Linked DNA regions of Zea mays: all the other regions are linked to region 1. Evidence: chromatin contacts called from public Hi-C data. All regions are on one chromosome and are shown on one strand. Each heading gives the region's core, a stretch centred on a gene start, on an enhancer-like site or on the middle of the called end of the contact. The rest is flanking DNA. Distances are from core to core; before and after follow the strand shown.

Region 1 (4,460 bases), core at 1,836-4,335:
GACAAGATGGAGGCGTCCCTGGCCACGAGATCGTCGTGTAAATGCGTTTGTTAGACGCACAGAAACGGTGGGGATTTTGTGGTGGCGACTCGTTTTGTTCAATTCCCACAGGCAGAAGGTAGAGATGTTAAGTTGATGTAAATACCGTTTGATTTAAACATGCCTTATTCGTAGGAGAAAGCGACACGGCTTGCTGTAACTTAGGGTTTATTACTCTTTCTCGTGGCATAGGATCCCCAAAGAAGTCTTTGCTGGGGTATTTGCAGCCAAACGATGACCAGTATGATTGCGAGAGGTTTTCAATCTTTTGTACCAAATTTGGCCTGCAGTTATGATGACACTGAGTGCCGATACAGGCATGAGGCATTCCAAAATTGGCGGGCACCACATGTGTCTGTCTGCTGTCTCAGTGGGGGTCACTGTAGAGTGTAGGCGGTCCTGTGCGGCTATGCTCTCTCTCTGGAAAAAAATTTGGTGCAGCCGGCTGCAAACTAGGATGTTTGCAGCCTTTCACACAAAAAAAAGGATTGACCCCACTTGTAGCAGCAATAACATAACTAAAACGTTATCTGGTGGATCTGTAGGTGGGATCAATCCTGCTTTTGTGAGGGGTGGCTGCAGCTGCACCAAAAAAAATTTTCGCTCTCTTGTGTGAGTCTGTCTACTCTCTAGGCTTCAGCAATCGCTCCAGTCCACCTCACCACTGGGCAGCCAGTGCGTCGGTGCCTGCGTGCACAAGCTGTGTCCGGATCTCAGATCGTACATTCCTGTGCGCAAGCAGGCAGGCTCGAGGAGCCGGGGCCCATCTCTTCTCTCATGAGATATTGAGAGCCGACACAGCTTTGATTCCGATGGGGGATGCGATTGGTTGGCCATCCGTCTGATCGGGCAGATAACTCTTCTCGGAGATTTAATTCTGCGCAATTATTTGCTGTTCTGGTAACAATGCCCCCGCTGATTCTTGTAGCAATGGCGTGCGATTTGATACCAGCATGTCGAAATGGGGGGAAAATCTTTTTTAATTAGAATTGAAAAGCGAGCGTGGAATCTGGCTCACGTGACAAGAGCACGGCAGGTCGGCAGCGCCATGATGCACAGGCAAACAGTAGCGTCACTACAGTGGCACCACTAGACGGACGCCGACAGAAATATTCTGTCCAAAATTCCCAACCAACGCCGCTAAATCTGATGCTAATCTAAGATTTATTCTGTTCCTCTCAGCATCCAGCTCTTCCTCGTACTCACGGCTGTACAGTTTTAAGAGTTGTTTGGTTACTTTAGGGCCCGTTTGGTTGGTTTTAGGGACTAAGATTAGTTTCTCTATTTTAATCACATTTAAGTCATGTTTGGTTCGCTAGCTAAGTTGCCATAGTTTATGTAACTTTTTTTTGCGTAAGGTTAGTTATTCAATTCGGACGACTAATCTTAAGCAAAGTGTGACATATTTAGTCACAAACCAAACAAGCCTTTAGTCTTTAAATTGCCAAATAGTGGGACTAAAATAGAGACTAAACTGCTTTAGTCCCTAGTCCCTCAAAGTGTGACTAAAATGGATTAAACCATAATAATTTCATATTTGCCCTTCATTTATTTCAATTGCACTAGTAGTATGAGAATGTTAAGGGAGCATTTTTAGTGTCTTATGAGTCGTTTAATGTGTTCTTACTACTTATTAGTCTCTATAACCAAACGAGTTATGGACTAAACTTTAGTATGGACTAAGAAAATCAAACATGGCTCGTTTGGTTTGGTTCTTTAGTCTATGGACTAAAGTTTAGTTAAATGACTGAAGTTTGGTCTCTATCCTGTTTGGTTCTTGGGACTAAAAGTATTCAGAACGCATTAAATGATTCATAAGAGGACCAAAATACCCTTTAGCATTCTCCCGCCATTAGTTCAACTAAAATAAAGGAGGGCAAAAGTGGAATTAATATGATTTAGTCACTTTTAGTCACCTCTCGAGAGACTAGAGACAAACTGTTTAGTCTCTATTTTAGTCTCATTGTTTGACAATTTAGTGATTAATTGATACTAAAATAGAGAAACTAATCTTTAGTCTTTCAAACCAAACGAGTCTTAAAGTTTAGTCTCTGCGCTGCTTTGGTTGTAGGGACTAAAGTATCAAGAACACATTAAATGAATCATAAAAAGACCAAAATGCCTTTTAGCATTTTCCCGCAAAAATAGTGCAATTGAAATAAATGAGGGGTGAAAAGTGAAATTAATATGATTTAATTCTTTTTAGTCACTCCCACTGTTTGACAATTTAGTCACTAGAGACTATTTTAGTCTATGTTTTAGTCCCACCGTTTGATAATTTAAAGACTAAAATGAAGAGACTAATAATCTTTACTCCCTGAAACCAAACGAGATCTAAGTTTAAAATTAGGACTAATTTAGGAGTTAAAATACCAGAGTGTTTTAAGGGACTAAAATCCCCCTTTTATTCAAATTGAATAAGTGAAATTTTAGATTCTTCAATCCCTTTAGGTTTTGTGGCTTTCAAATTAGCCTTAAGAGATATGACGAAAGGTAGGATGGATAAGCAGCCGCGGTATACAATCTAAATCCGTTTTTGTCTATTTTTTACTTTCATAAACCGATCCGTGAAAATCTGCTGGGCTCAGATAATTGTAGAGATGGCCAAACGGGCCGCCCGGCCCGGTCCGGCCTGGGCCCGACCCGCCAGGCACGGTTAGAAAACTAGGCCGGACCGTTTAAGCCCACAGGCTCGATTTCTTGGTCGAGCCCGGCCCGCAGTGGGCCTAAACAGGTCGGGCTGTCCCGTTTAGCACGAAAAAGCGGACCGAAAAGCAGCTAAACGGGCCGGTAAACACGTTTTAGTGCAAAAAAACGGATTTAACGGGTTTAGGGTAAATAGGCCGTGCTGTGCTAGCCTACCATGCCTAGTTTTCTGTCTAGGCCGGTCCGAACCCGCATAGAACCGGGCCGTGCCGGGCTCAAACCAGACCCAAACAACGGGCTTTGTGTCGGGCTCGCGTGCCTCGTGCTTATTAAACATCTATAGTTAATTGTCATGTTACTATTAATTATTAATCCCCGCGTCGTCGTCATCCTGCCACTAACTCACCGCAGCCCAGCTTTCATCCAATAGGCCAATACCCACATTCGCTCGCTCTACCCGACTACCCCGCAAGTCGAGGCCTTCCGCTGGCTCTCGCTCGCTCGCTCGCCCCGCGACTGGTTGCCTCTCCGCCCCGACCCTGCCCTGAGACCGGAGACGACCGCGCCCCGCGGTGGCGCTGCGACCCGCGATACGGTGCATTGCTCTGTCCCTCCACCCCTTCCCTCCTCTCGGCCGGCCCGCGACGCAATGCGGGCCGCCGCCTCGGGCGGGGCAGCCTTGCTCGATCTGTTGCCGCCGTTCGCATGGCCCGGCGCTCCCTCGGAGCCGACGGGATTCGCCGGAGGTAGCAGCAGCCGTGGATACGCGCGCTCGCTTGCGCGATTTCAGCCCGGTGCCTGCGCAGCGGTCGCGGTGGATTTTCTATCCCGTGCTGTTGTTGCTTCCGTTCGGTGTTTTTCTCGTCTATTAGGATTCAGTTGGTTTCGTCAGTTTTGGGAGTAGGCTGCGCGTTCAAGTGGTTAGTTTGCGATTTTTCAATCTGTTTCTGCTCTTGCGCCGCACGTATTCCACTTCCATCACGCGTCGCACTGCTGTACCCTGCCGCAGTGGTGCTCGTCGCTGTCGCGCATTTGAACCGCGTCAAATTCAAAGTTTTTTTATGCGTCTGGTTGCCTAATAAAAAAAAGCGTCAAATCCGAATTTTCTTTTCCGTGTATGCTCTGCCGCCTAATCCAAGTTCGTAAGTTTCGGTGCGGGTGAACCGAACTCCAAGCCCGCTTCCTCCAACAAGAACCCCCGAGATCGGAACCCCGCAAAAGGGAGCTTTATTTAAAGGGGTGGTGGTCTTTGCTCTTTGTGTTCTGTCCCCCACTTCACTGCTGCTGCTGTTTCTTTTTCAGCTTTGGGCACTGAAGGTTGGCTTACTTGACAGGAAATTCCCCGTTTAATTGCATATTGGACATGTCTTGTGGCGTTTGATTGGAGAATTTAATTCTTCCCAACGATTTCCGTTCTTCGGAGGCTTCCATCTTGGTTTCAGTTCTGCAGGTTGTGTGTTTGTGGTAGGGTTTCTTGTTTACTGATAGCTTCTGACAGTGATAGGGTTGTTTCTGAGGATTGATGTTCTTTGCAGATCTGTGACTGAGAGGGGAGGAATTCCAGTCAGTCGTTTATGAATCCTGGGGCCTGTGCTTACTAGAGGGAGGGCAAGGCAAGTTAGGATCCGAGATGAGGGGGAGAAATGACTCCGGGAACAGCAAGCCGGTTGTGCTGTGCTGTGTGATGATCGTGTGCCTATGCCTCCTCTTCTTGTATTTCTCGGGCTCCAATGGACAGGCTGGGAGCACCGCATTTGAGTACGGGACCAAATTCT
Region 2 (4,577 bases), core at 519-3,018, 340 kb before region 1:
TAGGACATATTGTGGGCAGCATGGCTGATTCATCTTTTTTATACCTTAAATTCTTGGCATCAGAATCATCTCTTTTGGGATAAAAAGTATGAGCTCCTAATACCGAAAAAGGGCATATCTAAACTCTTACATTCAAAATCCACAATGCAAATATCTGCAGCTTTTATTTAAATACCCAAATGGAGAATAACTACATCTAATAGTATCTCTATCCAATGTTTGCATAGAACAGTTTCACGCGCAACATTTCCACTAAATCAATAAAATAGCATGTGCATTGAGAAAAAAGGACCAAAGTTATTGGTAGTGCCATGATCACAAATGGATTCAGATTAGCAAAAATATGCACAGCTCAAAATTCAAAACCCATTAGTAGCAGACACAACAGTGATATCACAAGGGTTTAATTTCTGTACAGTACAGATCAACATCAGGTCTCTAAAGTAAACTAAATTACACAAGCATGCGTGAGTTCCTGAAACGATCAGAAAAGGCAAATTTAAAGTCACCAAACCTCAGAGCTCGCTATGCTGCGTAGAAGTCCTTGAAACACCAGCGAAGAGATCTTTGGCAATGACAAGCAAACCCTTTAAGTCCTTAGCTCCCACTTCCAGGCAATCCTTCAGCAATTCCCCTTCCTCCACCTCCCACTTAATATCCATGAACACCTCTCTCAATGGCCCCTAAACCGCAACAAATGTCACAAATCGACAGAGCAATGTGTGAATCAGAGGCACCACGAGTGAATAGGTCAGTTACCTCTTCGGAGAAGGCGAGTAGAAGCCCGTTCAGAAGCTGCGTGGCGACGTCGCAGATGTCGTCGTAGTGTAGGCGCATCCACTGCGCAGCGTCAGTGGCGGAACGTAAGCGCGAGGCCTGCGCGACAGCGGCGATGAGACGAGAGGCGGCGACTGCGCAGGAGAGGCCGCATCCGATGGCCGAGGAGAAGGCGTAGTGGCGGAGGTAGTCCCAGCCGAGTCCCCACGCACCACGGGACGACAGGAGGGAAGCGATTCGCCGTACACGTGCGGCCGCCGCGGCGTCCCCACGAGCAACACGTGTGATGGCGGCGCAGGAGAGGAGCGAATGGGAGAGGGAGACGAGGGTTGCTGCGTGGCGGAGCGGAACGCGGAGCGCCGAAGTACGTGGGGTTAGAGTAGAGAAAAGTAGGACGAGGACGAAGAGAGGGAGATGGGGTCGCGATGCTCGCCGGCGGCGAATGGCTCCGGCTACGGTCATTGGAGGAGGCCGGTGGAGATCGAATGATTTACTGTATGTGATTATTACTTTGGCGATGCGCACGGGATTCACGCGAGGATGGGGGTGGCCGGTTGGCTGCTGGCGGCGATGCGCACGGGGAGGGAGGCCGGTTGGCGGATCAGATGGCGGAGGCGCGGGGCGCAACGACGGACGGTCGAAATTGGTATAGATGGACGATCGAGATTCGCGCGAGGCAGAACTAGATGTAGGCAGACTATCCCTTACAACCTTAATATAGTAGTCTAGATTAACATAACATGTAGCAACGTGTAATTTGCTAGTTACAGTAGGAATTAAAAAAAGTGTATATATGGATCTACTCGGAAAGACTAAAGGAGTGTTTGGTTTCTAGGGACTAATGTTTAGTCCCTTCATTTTATTCCTTTTTAGTATATAAATTGCTAAATATAGAAACTAATTATTTTAGTTTCTATATTTGGCAATTTTGGAACTAAATTGGAATAAAATCTAGGGACTAAACATTAGTCCCTAAAAACCAAACACCTCCTAATTATTTTGCTCAATTCTAGCTATAGCTTTACCCCAAACCGAAAGTGGCATCCGAAAGATCAATTTATTTTGCACTCCGCTGTTATATCGACGTGCACCACCGTCTTGCCGTCGCTCATTTCCTCCTCGCTCGGCTGCTTGCCTAGGGTTTCACCTGCTACCGCCCCACCTCCAGCCGTCGCTTCAGATCCCGCCGCTGCCGGCGCTCGATCCTACTTCGTTGCTCCTAGCTGATCCCGCTGAGCTCGGATTTGGGCCCTTCCTCCCCGCCGGAACAGCGTCCGGACGCGCGGGGGCAGATCTGGGTTTTGGTGGCCCGCTTGGTGTATGAGAAGGCCTCCAGAGCTTGGAAGTAATGGAGGTGGAGCCGGCGAGGAGGGACGCGGCAGCGCTGGACCCGGAGCTGCTGCAGCTGGCGGAGCTCGCGCCGGGCGCGCTTCGTGAGAACTCCATAGCTGATGCGCTGTATTCGCAGTGGCTCGTGCTACCCGAGACGACCAAGCTGGTATCCTTTTACGCGTCCTGTCGCCTTCCTCGCTTGCTTGCTGCTTTGGTTTGTGCTTAAATTTCCCTGGACTCTGATGTTAGGCTCAGACAAGTTGGAAACATCTTTCGAACGTTTCGTTTGGTGTCCTTTGCGCTGCGGCGCCTACTGGTTAGGTCATTATTTCGTATCGCATTTACCAGCTTGTGACTTAGATGAAGTATGATGATGGACTTTAGTAGATCAAAGTGCAGGGTTCATTTAGTGGTTTGGTTTGTCTTTATTCGTACTTATGTTTCTTTGTCTATGATCTTGTTCTTGGAAGCTCGGCAATGTAAATTTCATTGTAACTGGGCTGACTGGTATATTTCAGTATAATACCACATGAGGCTAAATGTCACTACCAGACTAAAAGCAACTTATTGCCGGGAGTGATCTTAGCCTTATTGAATTACTTTATTGTTATCTACACTACCATTGTTTTTTAAATTTTGGTCATTTGGTGACATGAGCATGTATCATATTTGCAGGAGATATGTGCCATATCAGTGACCTGATTAGTGTCGCCTAAGCTGTGTTTCACGTCAACAATGATATAGGAACTAGCCTGGTGCATGCGAATCTTGTCTTAGTCTGAATTCTTATTTTTATTGCTGTCAGAACTGTCCTTGCATAAATCAGGGCATGTGCCAAACTCTAAACTGAGGCCTTTCTATATAGAACAATAAACCTATGATTTCAGATGACATGTGATTATATTTTATAATAAACCTATCTTATGTTTCCATTTTAGATTGAATTAGATCGTTTATTCTTTATTATTTATCAATTGATGCACAAATACACAAAAGATGGAAATACGAAGAATAAGAGATGTATGACAAACCACAAAAAACAAAACAGTTCACTGATCTCTATAGTTCATCTATCATCTGAAGCATTTGAAGAAGAAAAAGATGAAAATAAGAAACTTCCTGTCTCCTAAATTGTTGAGTTGTTGCCTGTGCTGATGTGCCCTTATTTGTTTGTCGCTAAGCACTAGAGCCTGCAGGCCTGCACCTTGCAGCCATGCAGATCAGGCTGCATGTACGCTGGCTTCTGGTGGGCATGTGCACCAGTGCACGTCCATGCTCCACTGCAGCAGCACACTGGCACTGCCTGTTGGTGCTTGGCCCTTCCGCATGAGATGAACAACAGAACAAGCGCCTCTGACCGTCGGAGCAATGATTTCAAGTCGGTTGACTTGCTAGTCGATCCACCCGGGCGATCAGGCGACTAATAACGATAAGGACGACAATTAGGTCGACTAATCAGGTCCTAATCGACCTGGTCGCAGTCGTCCTGCATATTTACAGGACCTATATATATAGCATATAGGAGGCTATACCAAACATAGCGAATATGGATATTGAATACTGGAACTGGACAATTCAGATTTCAGACCATCAGTCAGTCACTAACTCGCTACTGCACGTTCAACAGCTGCTGCATGTTCATGGCGCCAATCCCTCTCTACACATACACAAGGAATGGAAGAAATTGAGGCATAGATCGCAGTCGCACAGTGGGAAGCAGAGGGGAGCAAAGGCGCGCAACAGGAAACAGAGGTGAATTCAAGAGCGCAGAGGGGAATTCAAGAGGGGAACAGATCTTCAGACGATGTACTCATCTTGCCGCTGCGCAGGCTGCTGGGTCGCCGCCGCCGCCGAGAGGTCAGAGAGCAGCCGCTGGAAGCACCGCCGGAAGAGGGCAGACGCCGGAATCAAGAGAGAGGGCAGCCATTGGAATCAAGCAGAGAGGGCACAGGGCAGCCGCCGGTAGAATAGAATAGGGAGCAGCATTATTTAACTAAAACCCTAACAGTAATGGCCTAATGGGCCTTATTACCGGTCGTCCAGCCCACATCCAAATCAGGCCTTAAAAAGAAACTAGTCGTCCCCACCCTAATTGGGGCGCTTAGTCGATGAATAGTCAGACGACCAGACAATTAGTCGACCTGATCGAGTCAGACTTCCTAATCGCACCAATAGAACCGACTTGACCGATCGCGATTAGTTGGACGACTTGAAATCATTGGGTCTGAGTCTGAGACGGCTGGCTTGGATATGAACAAGCACAAGCCACAAGCAAATGGAATGCTGGATCTTTGGGAGTTGCTGCATTTTCTTTGGTTGATCAAACAGAGTAATTTGACCATGGAATATAGTGGGTCACTGGTGCGACACCGCTTGTTGTGGCCCTCAATTTTGGTGGCACCGTCCCCATGCCCCTAGGGATGAGTCTAATTGCTGTATAAGTAGAGTTTAAGAGAGTAGCTGGTGGT
Region 3 (4,927 bases), core at 907-3,406, 400 kb after region 1:
ACCGGTCCTTTGGTCCATATGTGTGGTTGTTGGTGTATCATTATATTGCCCCTTGCCCATGGATTTGGGTTATGTGGGGCGTTAACATTGCCCCTAGGTACTCCATATTGCATGTTAGAGATCTTTCCGGTCTTCTGGGGCCCGAAAAGGGTTCATACCTATGTGTGGGTGAGATCATTCTACGTTCTTGAGGGGCCGTGGGTGCTAGAAAGACGTTAGTTGGGGGCTGGTAGTAGGGTTGCTGGTAATATTCTATGTTCTGCTCCTCATACCCTATTGCGGACGATCTGGTGTAATATCCAGACGGTCCGGTGACGTGCCCGGACGGTCCGATCGTATATCCGCATGGTCCGAGCATCTCTATTGTCCCTTGTGTAGCTTTCAGTGGCTCGTCGTGAGGGACGGTACCAACTACTGTTGGACCCGACCGTTCGGCCTCAGGCCTGGACTATTCGTCTATGCACAGGGGCAAGGGTTGTTCCCATATAGGGTGGTGGAGGATGTGGCTAGCCGTTATAGGAGTTCATCGGCATCTCATAAAAGGGTTGGGACTGGGCATGCCCATTTTGCAGCCGATGGGTACTGTAGGTTTTCTTTAGTTTGTGCATCGTGTGATGAAAAACTAGTAATAACAGATTTATCAAACACATGTTTAGCCTCGTATAATCCTCTTGTATGCCCCTAAGATTTGTTGCATCTATCCCCACTGTTCCTCTACGTAAGATCGAAGAGATTGGATGTCATCGTATTTACTTACAGCGCTGGGTCTGATTGTAGCAGGACGAAGATTCACCAGGGTTATATTCTCTCTGTCGGATGAGCTTCTGGCTTCAGTCGACCTTGAAATCAGTCAAGAACAACTCTTCGAGTTATGTCTGCATCTTTTTCCTGGCGTTTTCCAGCCTATGATATTTTTCAACCTACAGGTCATTCGTAGTCGGCTTGATGTTGCTAGAGAAAATATCGGTGTTTCCTTTGAACCGACCATATGACACCGATCTGGTAAATCCAATCTCAGTTTTCCTAGCGGAGTCATCAAAAACTGTGTTGACGCAGATCTGGGCGCCAATCACTGGAGTTGTTCAGCTCGGCAAGCTAGGGCCGTCAATCTCTGCGGCGGCGCGGACGGTCCGCGGCCTAGGGCCAGATGGTCCGCGACCTAGACAACAGGAGCTGGGTTCCCTGCGCCGAGCCAGATGGTCCGCGCAAGCGTAGGGCGGCAACGTTCTCTATCGACACCTGGATCTCGCCCCTGGTAAGGGACTTCGTCAGGGAGGGAGATCATAGGGTTTGTCTTGGGATCGACATGACACCCAAGACGTCTCTAGACGACGTATAGTCGCGGTGAAGATTGAGATGAAGAAAGCTATGCTACTGGCTATTCATAGGACAAAAAAGTAAAGTACAGATTGATTGCTTTAATTAATGGTGTGGACAATCGACCATACCACATAAATAAAAATGTCATGTAAGCAGACTTAGAGTTTATTATTGTAATTGCTCTTACTCCCAAGTCCCAACCAAACATAGTAGTAAGAAAAAGTATCGTCACATCGCGTTTCCCTATCGGTCGAAGTAGCTTTCAAATCTTTAGATGTGTGGATAAAAAAACGGCTGGTGATCAAAGCCATCGGTACCTATCAAACCTATCACCAACCCTATCGTGAATGAGTGCCATCTTCCTCACGCCACGCTTCTCGAATCTCGAGAGACATCTCCTCCACAACGATAATGTCGCCGCTTCGGTCCTGTAAAACAGCTCGCAAGAAAAATGCAGAAATCAATCGAGCATCATCCAGCTTGCCAAGCTGCCATGCTGTCTAACTGACAGAAGGACCCCACCATCTTGCTCCACTCCGTACTACTGTACGTAGTATTCATCGCCGAAGCCGTGGGCGGTGGGCCAGCGCCCACAGCGTCAAGCGTCACGCCGTCACTTGCGAGTCTCCTGCCTAAAGACACACCAACCAATCAGAGCCAACATAGCACACTGACGTCAGGGGCCCGCTGGTGTCGGGCCAATTGTCAGTTACTGATAAGCACGCTGTCATTATCGGGGCGTGTGACAGTGGATTCCCAAGGCTTCCCCGTCACAGCGACGTTGTTAAATAGTGGCCACCCATTGCCGCGTTCTCTTCGCTATCCCTTGGTTGCCGCAGCCTCCAAAGCCACTCCCAAACCCCCGCTTCCAGAACCTTCTCGAAGCTCCCCGCCGCCTCCTCCACTCGCACCGATGGCGAAGGAACCAATGCGCGTGCTCGTCACTGGCGCCGCAGGTACGGTGCTGAACCTTCCCTCCTTCCCGATCCGCGTAGTATCCGGTGTCGTCTGGTCCCGGCTCGGATCTGGCCTAGTCCGCCCGAGCCTGAGCCCGAGCTCGATCCGATCCTGTGTGGTTTAGAGTGTGCTTAACTCGCTAGATCTCAGTTTTTATCGCTCGATCTGATGGTGTTTAGGGCGTTTGGGTTGACGTAGTTTTGGCCAGTAGAACTGTAGAAGGGCTCACTGTCACTCTCCTTGTTCAGTCGGTGAAGTTGAACCGATCCGCGGTGCTAGCTGATCTGATCAGTGGTTGGGCTTGATGGGTAGATCCTCGTGGTAGTCACTTGATCCAGTTGACTCGCTAGCTGCACTTAATTAACTGCTTACTCTTTAGATAGTTGATTTTACTGCTGCGATCTCTAGTTGAACCTTAAGGGCTCCGGGATAGCAGCAGGTTCGGATCCGGTGGTTTTGGAGTCAACGGCGTTTTGGAGCGAGTGGTTTTGATATATTTCATCCCATCAGACTATCTGGTGGGACTTAAGTTACAGATCTAGGTACTCCACCCATGGAGTTTACGTGCTAAACTTGCATGAATTCTGTCTACACGATCACTGCGTGAGTGATGTAACCTTTTAGCTGTTCAGATAGGTGCCTTAATAATCATGTAATGTAATGGAACTTCCTCAAACATTAAGGATGGTGGTGTAGGCATCCAGGGGTCCAGGCTGCAGTTGTTTGGGGCCCATGCTTGACGCGTTCACTCTTTTCATCTTTTGTAGCATGTCATCTGAGTTCTTGCATTTCTATTATCATAACCACAGGGTTTGGTATGGATTAGCCAAAAGTTAGTTAATATCCTGCTTATTTATGGTAGCATATGTCTGGCATTCAGTTATAAAATTGCACAGCGTGCTTGACACTTTTCTTGTATATTATTGAGCTATTCTTAGGGGGTGTTTGGTTTGCCCCTGCTAAAATTTAGCCCCTATCACATCGAATGTTTGAACCTCCGTTCGGGGTATTAAATGTAGTCGGATTATAAAACTAATTTCTCAGCCGAAGATTAAAAAGTGAGACGAATCTAGTACAGTTGGTTGGGTCAATATTTTATACTCCTATTTGAAAGTCAAACGCTTGATGTGACCCGGGCTAAACTTTAGTCCACAGAACCAAACACCCCCTTATAAGCATCTACTGTGATACAACAATTGTCTACTGCTTGTGTCATATTTGATGGTATTAGAGTTGGTGTACAATGCGTATTTACTAGTTCCATTTTTATATGCTTGTACTGAGTTAAAATATGATGCTTGTTCTTATGGTGATAGTGACCTTCCCTCACCTGTTCCGGTACCTGGGATGATATTTGCTAATTCAATAATTGTCATATTGTTTTAAAGATCTACTCCATATCAGCAGTAAAGGTGTCTCCATGTAGCATAATAGAATGAGGAGCAAGAGTATGTTCTGGCTTTGAGGTTGCCACATGCTATGATAGGATAGGGTGTTGCATTCTTCTTTGCATGGACACGTACGTCATTGTGCAATTCACAAAAGGTGCCATGGATACCATGTGCTTTCATAGCAAACAATTTTGTCATGAAAATCTTAGTCGACGAGTGATTGTCATTGTGACAGAGAGGGTGAATTTGGATCCAAAATCTTACTACTGATTTGCGCCCAACATATGGGTGAGGTTTTTTTTTGGGTTTTATTTTCTTATTTTAAGTTGTAAACCCAATGTCATGTTGTAAGCCTGAGGATGGAGATTAGTCATTCCCAAATTTGAAGCAGCATGACAAAAATTGGTGGAGGATGTTGACGCTACCAACCAATGACCCATCAAAAATTTTCTGGCTAGTTTTACATCCGAAGAATGATCTCACTTTCTGGTGACCACTATGGGTATTGATATATTTGTTTAGTTGGTGGCTCCTTGTTCAGGAAAGTACTGTAGGATGTGCCATTAGGTCTTTAGATGAACCTAGTAGATGCAGTACTACCTTCTAGAACTTCTGGGGTTAAAAACACCGATTCTGGTCATTTTAAGTAGCTTTTCAATTGAATTTCTCATTCCCACAATGTTTTACAATACTATCTGATAAAATTGCTTGCCATACTGGGAATTGAGAGGAACTAGTCTGTGGTTACGTATATTTTAGTTCTCAGAAGTTAGCACTCAACCATACTGATTTGCATCTTTGGTGCTGACTTCCTATTACAATTTCATTCTCTCACTGTTACCACAGTAAAAGGGATTTGTACAAAGGGACATTTTGAACGGATCTTTCTCTAATTTGTGCTCATCTTTAGGTGCGTTGAGCTAATTTGTTTGTTGTTTGATAGGACAAATTGGATATGCCCTGGTTCCCATGATTGCTAGGGGTGTTATGCTTGGTGCAGACCAGCCTGTTATTCTGCACATGCTTGACATTCCGCCAGCAGCTGAAGCCCTTAATGGTGTTAAGATGGAGTTGGTTGATGCTGCGTTTCCTCTTCTGAAGGGTAAGCTGATGTGCTAATTTAGAGAGTATGGCCTCTTCTGTCTTTTATATTTGAATTGTTGTTCTTGCTGGTGTATAAATGTTTGGTAAACTATAGGAGTTGTTGCTACAACTGATGTTGTGGAAGCCTGCACTGGGGTCAATGTGGCCGTCATGGT

What was found. A called contact is a pair of places that touch in the nucleus more often than the background predicts.
Region 2: a contact with region 1 is called in a Hi-C map of leaf, with 2.2 times the contacts expected there. The contact joins the promoter of LOC103643458 here to the promoter of LOC103643455 in region 1. A contact is called at or near these places in 6 of 25 Hi-C or Micro-C datasets (endosperm, leaf, tassel and 1 more).
Region 3: a contact with region 1 is called in a Hi-C map of leaf, with 6 times the contacts expected there. The contact joins the promoter of LOC542598 here to the promoter of LOC103643455 in region 1. A contact is called at or near these places in 4 of 25 Hi-C or Micro-C datasets (ear, leaf, leaf mesophyll and 1 more).

The regions. Positions count from the first base shown.
Region 1 is chr1:237,422,897-237,427,356 of Zm-B73-REFERENCE-NAM-5.0, reverse strand. It overlaps LOC103643455 (probable methyltransferase PMT1), which reads left to right and starts at 3,085. Exons shown (of 8, transcript XM_008666650.3): 1 at 3,085-3,280; 2 at 4,221-4,460. The coding sequence starts at 4,316. It overlaps LOC103643456 (exportin-4), which reads left to right. Exons shown (of 32, transcript XM_020546758.3): 32 at 1-328.
Region 2 is chr1:237,760,272-237,764,848 of Zm-B73-REFERENCE-NAM-5.0, reverse strand. LOC103643458 (serine/threonine protein phosphatase 2A regulatory subunit B''beta) reads left to right here and starts at 1,768. Exons shown (of 13, transcript XM_008666659.4): 1 at 1,768-2,275. The coding sequence starts at 2,126. LOC103643459 reads right to left here and starts at 1,239. Exons shown (of 2, transcript XM_008666660.2): 1 at 760-1,239; 2 at 506-683. The coding sequence starts at 1,239. The coding sequence ends at 516.
Region 3 is chr1:237,025,904-237,030,830 of Zm-B73-REFERENCE-NAM-5.0, reverse strand. LOC542598 (malate dehydrogenase 5) reads left to right here and starts at 2,156. Exons shown (of 7, transcript NM_001112133.2): 1 at 2,156-2,276; 2 at 4,612-4,770; 3 at 4,867-4,927. The coding sequence starts at 2,234.